Linked DNA regions of Gasterosteus aculeatus: region 2 is linked to region 1. A link is a contact called in public Hi-C data. All regions are on one chromosome and are shown on one strand. Each heading gives the region's core, a stretch centred on a gene start, on an enhancer-like site or on the middle of the called end of the contact. The rest is flanking DNA. Distances are from core to core; before and after follow the strand shown. Region 1 has its middle 21 kb from the start of tmem161b. Region 2 overlaps LOC120831200 (a long non-coding RNA gene).

Region 1 (4,919 bases), core at 1,703-4,202:
ATTTGCCGGTGACCTCTCCCACAGACCACTGTGTCAGCCATACATGCCCCACTCTGTGATTTGGGACTCTATCAATCCCGTCGGTATTGACGAGGGACACGTTTGCTTGATTAAATTCGACTGATGTAACGCTGGAGAAAAATCAATAAGGTTATGACATGACAACACACACAACTATTTTCATCATGGGGGGGGCTGTGCCAAATTGAAAAAATCTGCAGATAATTACAACAATGCCGTACATGTTATATTGTCATCTGTGAAGAATTTAAATGATTTTTCCGAGCATCAATACAAATATCTCAGAGGATGTGACCCAGTACAGAAGTGACACACAATGAAATATGCTCTGCTTTTTCCTCAAAAATCCGTTTATGCAGACCCCTCGGGAACAGCCAATTGGACTTCTAGTAGGTTAACGTATTATCTTTTGCACAAAGTCAAATACTGGTTTGTGTAATATTAACACTAAATGGATATAAATATTCTACAATTAGGGGCAACTTCATACATACATTTATGTTCTGTTCATTTTAAATGCAGCAACGTCGATGTGAAACACAGCTGTTGGAATGACAGAAAGTACTGAGGGTTGCTGTCTCTATTCAAGAGCAATACATACAGTGGAGGTCCATGTGTTGTGTTACAGCTGCTCATATTCCACCCCCCCCCCCCAACCTCGTCCACCCTGTAAAGTGCTATTATAAAAATGTCAAGGGGCCCTCTCTCTCTTTCTGTCTGTCAAAATCATGTCCCATTATGCAAATCAATGTGTAAACACACACTCTCAAAGATTTACACAGCTGTATGGGCTATACGCAGTGGTGAATTTGCACGATTACAAAAATTAATCCAAGATATATGCCTACATGTGCGGCATGTTTACGTTTATGAAAATTACTAAATATTCGCCATTTTTCATTGAACCATTAGAGATTAAAACATCATCAGCGCATTAGCATGTAAGCGGCGGCTTCAGAGCGGGTTGCCCACTAATCAAAGAGTTGACAGCGAGTCCACGTGGAACCCTGAGTTGTTCCAGATGGGCCGACCATCGAGCGTTGCAGGTCACTCGCCCCCACTGTATTTAAATTGGTGAATAAGAGGCACACTGTGAAGTGCTTTGTCAGGTAGGCGCTATACACTGTTGGTGCAGTCCATTTACCATTCATTTCAAAATCATAATTAATATTTTTCTCTCCGGGGGCTTTTTAATTCAACATATCTGTTTACGGCATTTTGAAAAGAAAATCGACACAGAAAAAAAACAATTGTTTCAATTTATTTTCTTTTTTTCTTGTATTTATTCTTTAATATAAGTAAATTAAGAAATTTATCAAAAAATTGAGTCAGTCAGACACACAAATCTGGATATATTCTTCAAGCTAAGAGGATTTTCCTCCACTGATGCTTTTTATTGAAGAGATCATACTAAATGGTCCGATGCCGGCAGCCCCTTAAATCTGGTTTAATGTGATTTTGATTTTAAATATGACTATTAGGGTAGAAGTGCATATGTGATTTTATCATTTTTACATGTCTTAACTTTCCTCTTTCTCTGATCTTAAATTTCTATGTTTGAATTGCAGCGTCTTGAGTGGTCAAGCTGTTTTTTAGAAATGGATATAATGTGCATAAGAAAAGAGGGACATAAAAGGAAGAAATGTATCATTATTGCTCAAAAGCCTGAGTTTACCTGAAGCAGAGGTCAACCCGATAATGTAACATTTGGATGGATGCTCGTCATGGCCACTTACTACGACTCTCAGTGCATTGCTTCTTGAGTCCTGGCAGAGGTTCTCCCCCCTATTGAGAGAAAGTCACCAGTATCCCTCAGATGCACCTGTACTATACAACATGTTACATTACAGGAAATCAAGAAAGGACAGATAACTTCAGTGCTATGATACATCAGGGTGTCCATTAGCAGCAGCAGAAAAAGCACAAGACAAAAAGACCGGCAAAGAGATAACAAAACAGAGATGGGGGCATCCGGTTTTGACATCCCTGAACCAGTATATTGCTCCATTGTTTGTTTCTCACAGCAGAGGAGTCATGGATGTGGTTTGAGTGACAGTAAGTCCGATGTACGCTGACACGTGGAGCCGCTTCACATTTCCTCTAATTGCTCCGCGCTGCCCAGGCTTGGCACACATGTAGAGCATGGTAAGAGGCGCCTCTTTTTACGCTGAAATAGAGGGTGCTGTGATTTGGCATACAAAGGGAAAAGGAGGGGTTGGGGGGGGGGGGGGGTCTTGAAGAGGAGGCGTCATATTATCCTTAATAGACTACTCTGAAGGACAGAGAGGTGATGGCCTTGCTTGTACAACTCTGTGGCATAATAACGTTCTGCATTAAATCTCTGGCCAGTTGATGTATATAAGGTGCCACTGCAGCAGATGTATATGACATCCGGTATGTTCTACCAGACCTGAAAGGCCAGGTCTTTCTGAAATAACCAAATGTAGAAACAAAGAAGGGGATGTGAGGGTTACAATAAGGTTGCATGCATAGCGTCAGTTATGATTCATGGTGTGCTGAAAAGCACTCTGATTGGTGGAAATTGTTGCAAGGGATAAAAAAAAAGCCTCTTTCCTTGCTGATGCTATTTTAATTAAATAGTTGCTAGGTTACATCGTGCAGAACGACAGGGGTGGGTGGTGTGGCACAGGCACCTGGGTGAAGGGAATAGTGTGTGTGTGTGTGTGTGTGTGTGTGTGAGTGTGTGAAAGGGGACGTGTCCCTGAACAATGAAAGCACATTCCCTTTTTTCCAGATCCAAACTATAATAAGGATTTCGAATGTGAGACATATTGTCATGGAGTACAGTGAGATACACACTCTAAAACTCTCTCTAGTCTGCCTATTTTATTTTCTCTCTTAGATCAGAGTGGGGGGGGGAGCCGCCCCCCCTCCCCCTTTCATCTCTATGACAGTGTTTTTCCCCTCCACTGGTGACTTACCAAGGACTAGTGCTCCCATTGCACCATGGGATGCCAGGCGGTGCAGAATGCCACTGGCCCGTGTGCCCTGGCAACCAGTCCTGCTTCAGATGCCCCCCTCCCCTCCCCAACACACACACACACACACACACACACGCACGTAAACACCTCCAGTCTCCTCCAGCTTTCCACGTTCAGCCTCCATCCAGGACACTGACCACACAGAAGCCCAGACACGGTGCTGATGGATGGGGTTTGAGACAGCAGAGACTCCCTTGATGTCGGAAATAAATCTGACAGGCCCTACTGGATAAGGCCCAGCATAATCTTTCCCATTGAGTCCAGGCTGAAGGGAGTATGTGTGTAGGTTCGTGCTTTTTTTCCACACCCTTTTCTTAATTTCCCCCACCCTCCCTCATCTCCACTTCAACCCCCTCTCCACCTTCTTTCTTTCCGAGCAGAGATAATGCCGTAATTTACCGCCATGCATTGAATAAGGTGAATGATTTTCTTCCTTAATATGCATTCACCACTACCAGTGAATAGTCGCTCTGTAGGACGAAAAAAAGAAATACCTTCAAAAGAACTTGAGCTTTTTAATGGTAAACGCTACATCTAATGTGCTAAAAGTGAAATATCATTCTGTCTTTCATTAGAAATAAATTGATAATGATGAAAGTGGCCCGTGTTTTTCTATAGCTCCTCGTTTTTCATATTCTCGAGTTAAAAGTTAGCTTTTTAGTTTCCCCCTCTATAGTCTCCTGAGTGTTTTATGTAGCTGGCTTTAAAAAAAAGTGGGAAAAGTTACACAAACACGGACTAACATACGCACACACAAATCATTTTGCACATGCCTTTTGCAAAAACATCTACTCTTGCTGCATAAGTATGTATTCCATGTCTCAGTCCTTCTCTTCCATGTCCCCCCAGCAGACAGTGAGAGCCAAAAGAGACGGGAGCTACAGTATCACTGTGTTTTTGCACCAAAAGAAGCCGGGGGCCCTTGTGTCCAGGGGCCAGTTTCCCCAAGAGGCTCCTCTAAAGGACTTGTTGCCCTCCTCTGTGGTTGGCAGCAGGTCACAAAAAGAGGTCAAGGGTCGCTTGAGACAACACGATGTCAACAGACCTTCTCACAGACAAACAGGATGAAATAAATAAATTAACACTCTGAGTAAAGGTCACATTTTGAATATTGTTTGAAGAGTTGACAATATTGCTTATTTTATGGAAATCCCCTACAATTATTCTTGTTTATTGATTTTCTGAATTTGAGTTCCTATTACCATATGAACAAAGATGCTTATTTGGGGATTTTCTCTTATCAACTCATTCCATAAAAACAACACATTCTTGCTAAATTTACTTACTACAGCATATACGTTTCCAGAAAATACAATACAGAACAAAACAGTGACATGAATACCTTTTTATTTTTAGTGTTTTGTCGTTTGATGTTTTGAAATATTTGTTAACGTGTCTATTTTTTCCTTTTATCCTCCACAGGACGCCACGACATTCTGCATGTGTGGGGAACACAATTCACAATCGTTCATAATCCTAGAAACCTCTGTAGGTATTTATAAGCGTCTCTGGTACAAGATGACTGACAGAAATGTCTCCCTTTATCCAGAGTAATGTGGCAAATGTAACACCTTCTTCTTACAATCAATTTCATATTTCCTGAAAACAGCACATCTTAATTAGGACACATAGAGCAATCTGGGGTTGAAGTGCTTCGTGAATAAAATGTGCATCATCAGCCTAATGAAATACAACGCTGAAAATGAAGTCTACTGGACTTGAGGCACGCAAAATGACAGGATTCCTGGAGCAAAATGAAGCAGTTTCTATTGTGAGTACCCGTGTGCAAATATATACTTTTATACAGTATTGGTGTATTTGTTTGAGTGTAAAACCAAATAAAAAACAGATATTTGTTTGTTTCCGTGTTTCTTCAGTATGGAACTGACAAAAGGC
Region 2 (4,919 bases), core at 1,265-3,764, 59 kb after region 1:
TACTGCTCACTATTCCATATGCACTTTTTGGCTCCTCAGTCCGAGAGACCGTATAATTTAATTGCCGAGCGGCATATATTTTTCAAATGGTTCCCCATATTCAAATTGAATCCGTACCTCAATAACATATGCTTTACGGAGAACACAAAGACGGGCATATTTTAAATATAGTAACGTCACGACTACATTGCTTATGCTTATTTTATGTTTCCTGAAGCCCCTCCTCTTCGATGAAATGAATACCGATGTAACAGAAAAAAACAACATCCACTACCGACAGAGAAAAACACTGAGCGCCTGATTTTTGTAATTAATAGAGGATGAATAATGCACTGACATGAAATACATTATTTACACCCTTTTATCTTCAAAGCAGATTCAAAGCATATTTCAAATGCAATTATACTAATTTATTTATAATGCATGTTATTTTAATAATCAAACGCCAGCAGAGCACAGATATCCAGGAAGACAGCTTCAGTGCAAAAGTCTTACTAACACACACATCCTCATTGGGCACTATTGCTACCACACTTTAGCTGTCTCATAGTGAGGCAACACAGCTGAAATTATAATATACTTGTTGGCATTATTATCATCTATGTTACCTTGATTATGTTAGCTATGTTGGCAATATAGGAACAAAGTTTAAAACATAGCGTTTGCATTCTGGTCTACACCTTAATCCCCACAACATGTGCCGTTTGTAGGTGTCATCGTATGACTGTAGTATCATTTAGGCAGCAATACCTGGATCGTTTAAGTGGTGACGTAATACCATCATCAGCTCAAATTGTATTACTTTAATATTGTTGTGCTTTTGACAAATTATCTGGAAAACAATGTGACAAGGTTTATACTTAAAAAAAACACTAGGACAAGACAACCACAATGTTTTCTCAATGCCGTCACAGATAATTATGAACAAATATGTTTTAAAATAATGAAAAGTAGTATTATTATCCTAAAACAAAACAATTATTTTCTTGTAACTGTCAGCATGATGTACAATTAAGTATACAAATAAAAGCTACAGATTTCAATTGGCAGGCCATATTTATAACAATCATAGTCTAATCGTCGTCTTTATCAGTTTCAGAGCATTTGTGTGTTTCACTGAAAAGAATTCTGGGATTAATTTTTAGTTTTGGGCTCAAGCTTCACTGACTGGTATAACTGTATGAATCCACATTAGTGGCCTATTGTTCTATATGTCATTCTGTATGTCATTGCATTATATTATGCACGGAATAGATCTTTGACGGTCTACTAGCATGTTGGTTATGTACGTTGTCGCAGTTAGCTGATGTGGACGGCTATAGAGCACAGCATGCCCGCTGCTCTCCACAAGACGCTCAAGTGGCCATGCATGATGTCATTAAAAAGGGCCCAACCATGACATTCCTCTGTGGCTTATTGGCAAGTTATGGCTGGCGGATGTGTTATGGAGTGAGGTCAATCAGATCCCTGTTAATCGGCAACGGTGCCGTTGATAAAGCCGATGACATCTTTTGACTCTTAATGTGTGTGAATGACCGATGTACAATCTCGGACTTTTTGGGGGATTTTAACAGCTGACTTTATGACATCAATTCATGTAGAACGCTAGAGAAACTTAAACTAAATCAATTAACCAATGCATGTGTGTCCTGATGGGAAACACATATAAACACTATAATTTGTCTACAGTAAGCCACAGAGCGAAGGAGTTGGTAGCATTTGGTTTCTCGCATAGATCACTCTACATACACACACTCACACACACACACACATCCCCCCAAACAGAGAAAAAAATCTGTCCTGCATTGGCAGAGGCTGATGCTGCCATGCGCTCGGTGATCTCACCTACCGTTGCCGTGGCGACACCAACCAGAGGGAAAAGCCTTATTGTGTGTGCGCATGCGTGTGTATATGCTTGCGATTGTGACAGGAGCTTGAGCTGGAGGAAGAGGAGGAGGAGGAGGAGGGCCTGCAGGAATTCACATTGTGCCCGGCTTGTTTCACTTACACTTTATCAGTGGGAATACAGAACCGGCCCTTTTCAATTATCAAGGCAATAAATTCAGCATGGCCGTGTCGTTAAAACAGCAAGCCAGTGCTTTAATAAGGAAAGGACAGCATATAGGAAGGGAACGGCTGCATGCCAATTCATTTGCATAAGCCTTACAGGGGACGAAGATAAAACAGGAAGAGAAAAATACAGGGCTTCATGAATACATGATTAAACATTGAGAAACATACAGATGCATGTAGGGAAGCATGCATGCTGCACACACGCATGTAAGCTTCACTCCTACTGGCACATCACCACTCTCACTATTCTCTTCAGGCAAACAAACAAAATAAACACCCCTACTCCCAGCTGGTTTTGTTGAATTATATTAGTGATGAGGAGCTAAATCAGACTAGGGGTCATCTGCTCATCAATGGCTGGCGGTGGCCTGGCTTGCACCACAGCAATGAATGCACTGAATTCATTACCCCTGGTGAACAGATGGTGTCTGGCTGCCTGTAAGTTCAAGTTCATGTCCAGGAGACACACACACACACACACACACACACACACAGAAATAGACAGACATGGAGAGGCCAGACAAACAGACGTTGTTGACTGAGACACAGCTATTGTTCCCTTTCATTAACATGTAGTGGCCTCACTAGCTGTCCAAGACGCCGGGGTCACTTAATTACAAAGACAAACGGACAGGACAACATACACGTGTGCAAACACAGACATGCAAACGAAGATGCACGCTGAGCCTTCAGCCCCAAGCACAAGCCTCAGCAGCATGAATACACCACTACTTTTCTCCTCAGTTAACATGGATGAAGGTGTTTTGATTGTAACTAAAATGGCAGAGAACGCATATGACAACTTTCTTATGAAAAAAAGAGTAATATGTTTGCCATTTTTTTCAATACAAAACAAACTGGGAGTAGGCTGCTGTGAGTAAGAAAAAAATAGCCATGCAACAAACGGCATCCGTATGACAACTATATTCACATCCTTTGTCTGGCACAGAAAGTGACCCTGGCCTGATACGTATTATGAATCTGCTACTGCACCTGTCAAACACAGCACACGGGCAAAGAGGAAGCACGCTAAAAAACCCGGCAACGCTCATGTGAAATATGCTGATTGCCCAGCCAATGAATATGAAAACATCTTCTACGGTCGCCATGGTTTTTTTGTTACTCAACCAATCACGTGACAACAATGGCTGCGGTGCACTGTGTGTGTGTGAGCGCGGAAGTCAAGCACGTAGCCGGCGTTTACAGAGGGGAAGGAAAAGGAACCACCCATTTCTACACGCATAGTCAAACCACACGGGTACATTTATATATAAGGAAATGGGTCTCTTGAAATAAATGGCGAGGCCACCAACATGCAGGAACGCTTCTATAAATAATATAAAAGCATACATTTGGGCACCTCGCACACTAGAAGACACTATTCAGCCCCATTTATAGCGACAAGAAGATGCTTCAGGTACGTTTGTAATTTAGAAATGGAGTCCACGTCATCGTCACTGACAGTTCACTGGTTTTAAGGAGCCATGGCAGCAGTGGTGATCATAAAAAAACTACTAATGTGAATCATATTGACAAGATTTACTCAATCTCTGGAGACAGACAATAAAGAATATTCAAAGCGCCGCCAACTAATACTTGATCTCCCCTCCAAGCAGCTCAGGAGTACTGAATATGTACTGAGTTGGGAGAGGCATGCAAGTGTGATTTGCAGTTGTTTAAACATGTGATCCTGCTTTTTCCTGGCAACATACATTTCTAGATTGAATATATTACTGTCTGTTTGGACCGAGGTCCTTTTTAATTCTAAAATAATATAGTACATCTTATAGCCATAGGCTTATAAATGCACCAGAACAATGTTTCCATTTCTTGCTTAAATGAAGAACTCACAAAATTAGTACACAAAATAACTGTACAAGATTTTTGAGAGAAAAGTGGAGGCTTATTGAAACTGTTTTCCTTGTGTGTGACATGACAACAGTGTTCTCCCTCAAAAAGCCTGGCTACTATTTCAATCAATCTAATCGAAAACAACAAAAACTTGTTTTATTCAGTGCTTCTCAACCCAAATTTTCTTTCGGGTAAATGACCAGGTATTATATGCCGTGTTTGACAGGGGTCAGCGGGGAACAAGAGACACTAGTTTTATCAGACGGTGTGACAAAGAGGGCAAGAGACCTTTTCAGAGAAGGCAGTGTTGAAGTCATCCACTGTGGCTCTGTCTAAAACTGCACTGAATAATCCTCCGTTGCAAAAAAAAGCCAGCGTCACAGATTTCTGAACATGCTGAACTTCAACTAGATGATTGAATTATCAGACAGTTTGAAACCCAACAATCTAAAGACATACACACCTTCAACGTGGCTAAATTCAACGTTTTAAGATGGTGTTGCACAGATGGGTCTATCATCTGAGGGTGTAACAGTCAGGTAACAGCCACCTCAAGTTGGGTTGCGACTTGAGGTGGTTGATTGTTTATGATGGCGACCAAGATGTAAGTGCAATGAAACCATTGATTAAATAATACATCATGTGTATTACTTAATTTATTTACATCTGAGACTGGCCATATGTCCCATTGACCCATTGAAATATAAAAAGTCATAAGAAGTCTTGGATTCATCCTTAAAGCACCTACCAATATGCCACTTATATGTTTCCCCCCCACTCATTATGTTTCTAGAAAATATCCTTCCTGAAAGCTTTGGATTTAAAATTCATCCACGGCCTAGTTCAAACACAAACAGTGCACATACACTTGACATATTGAAATGCCCTCTATGAAATATCATCTGCGCTTTGGCTTATTCTAAGAGAAATACAACTGGAGCCTCACGCTGATATCAAGCCATGCATAATTTCATACGTGCAGCACATCCCTTTCA

The links. Hi-C and Micro-C count contacts between places; a contact is called where the count stands out from the background.
Region 2: a Hi-C map of skeletal muscle shows a contact between it and region 1, with 3 times the contacts expected there. The contact joins two enhancer-like sites. A contact is called at or near these places in 2 of 6 Hi-C or Micro-C datasets (both in skeletal muscle).

Annotation. Positions count from the first base shown.
Region 1 is chr13:12,101,594-12,106,512 of fGasAcu3.hap1.1, forward strand. No RefSeq gene overlaps it. Among protein-coding and RNA genes, the nearest start is that of tmem161b, 21 kb to the right of the region's middle. Within about 2 kb of position 2,953, at least 2 of the 9 cell types and tissues checked have open chromatin away from gene starts, as enhancers often do.
Region 2 is chr13:12,161,312-12,166,230 of fGasAcu3.hap1.1, forward strand. The region is part of intron 1 of LOC120831200 (a long non-coding RNA gene); the gene reads right to left. Among protein-coding and RNA genes, the nearest start is that of LOC120831200, 7.0 kb to the right of the region's middle. Within about 2 kb of position 2,515, at least 2 of the 9 cell types and tissues checked have open chromatin away from gene starts, as enhancers often do.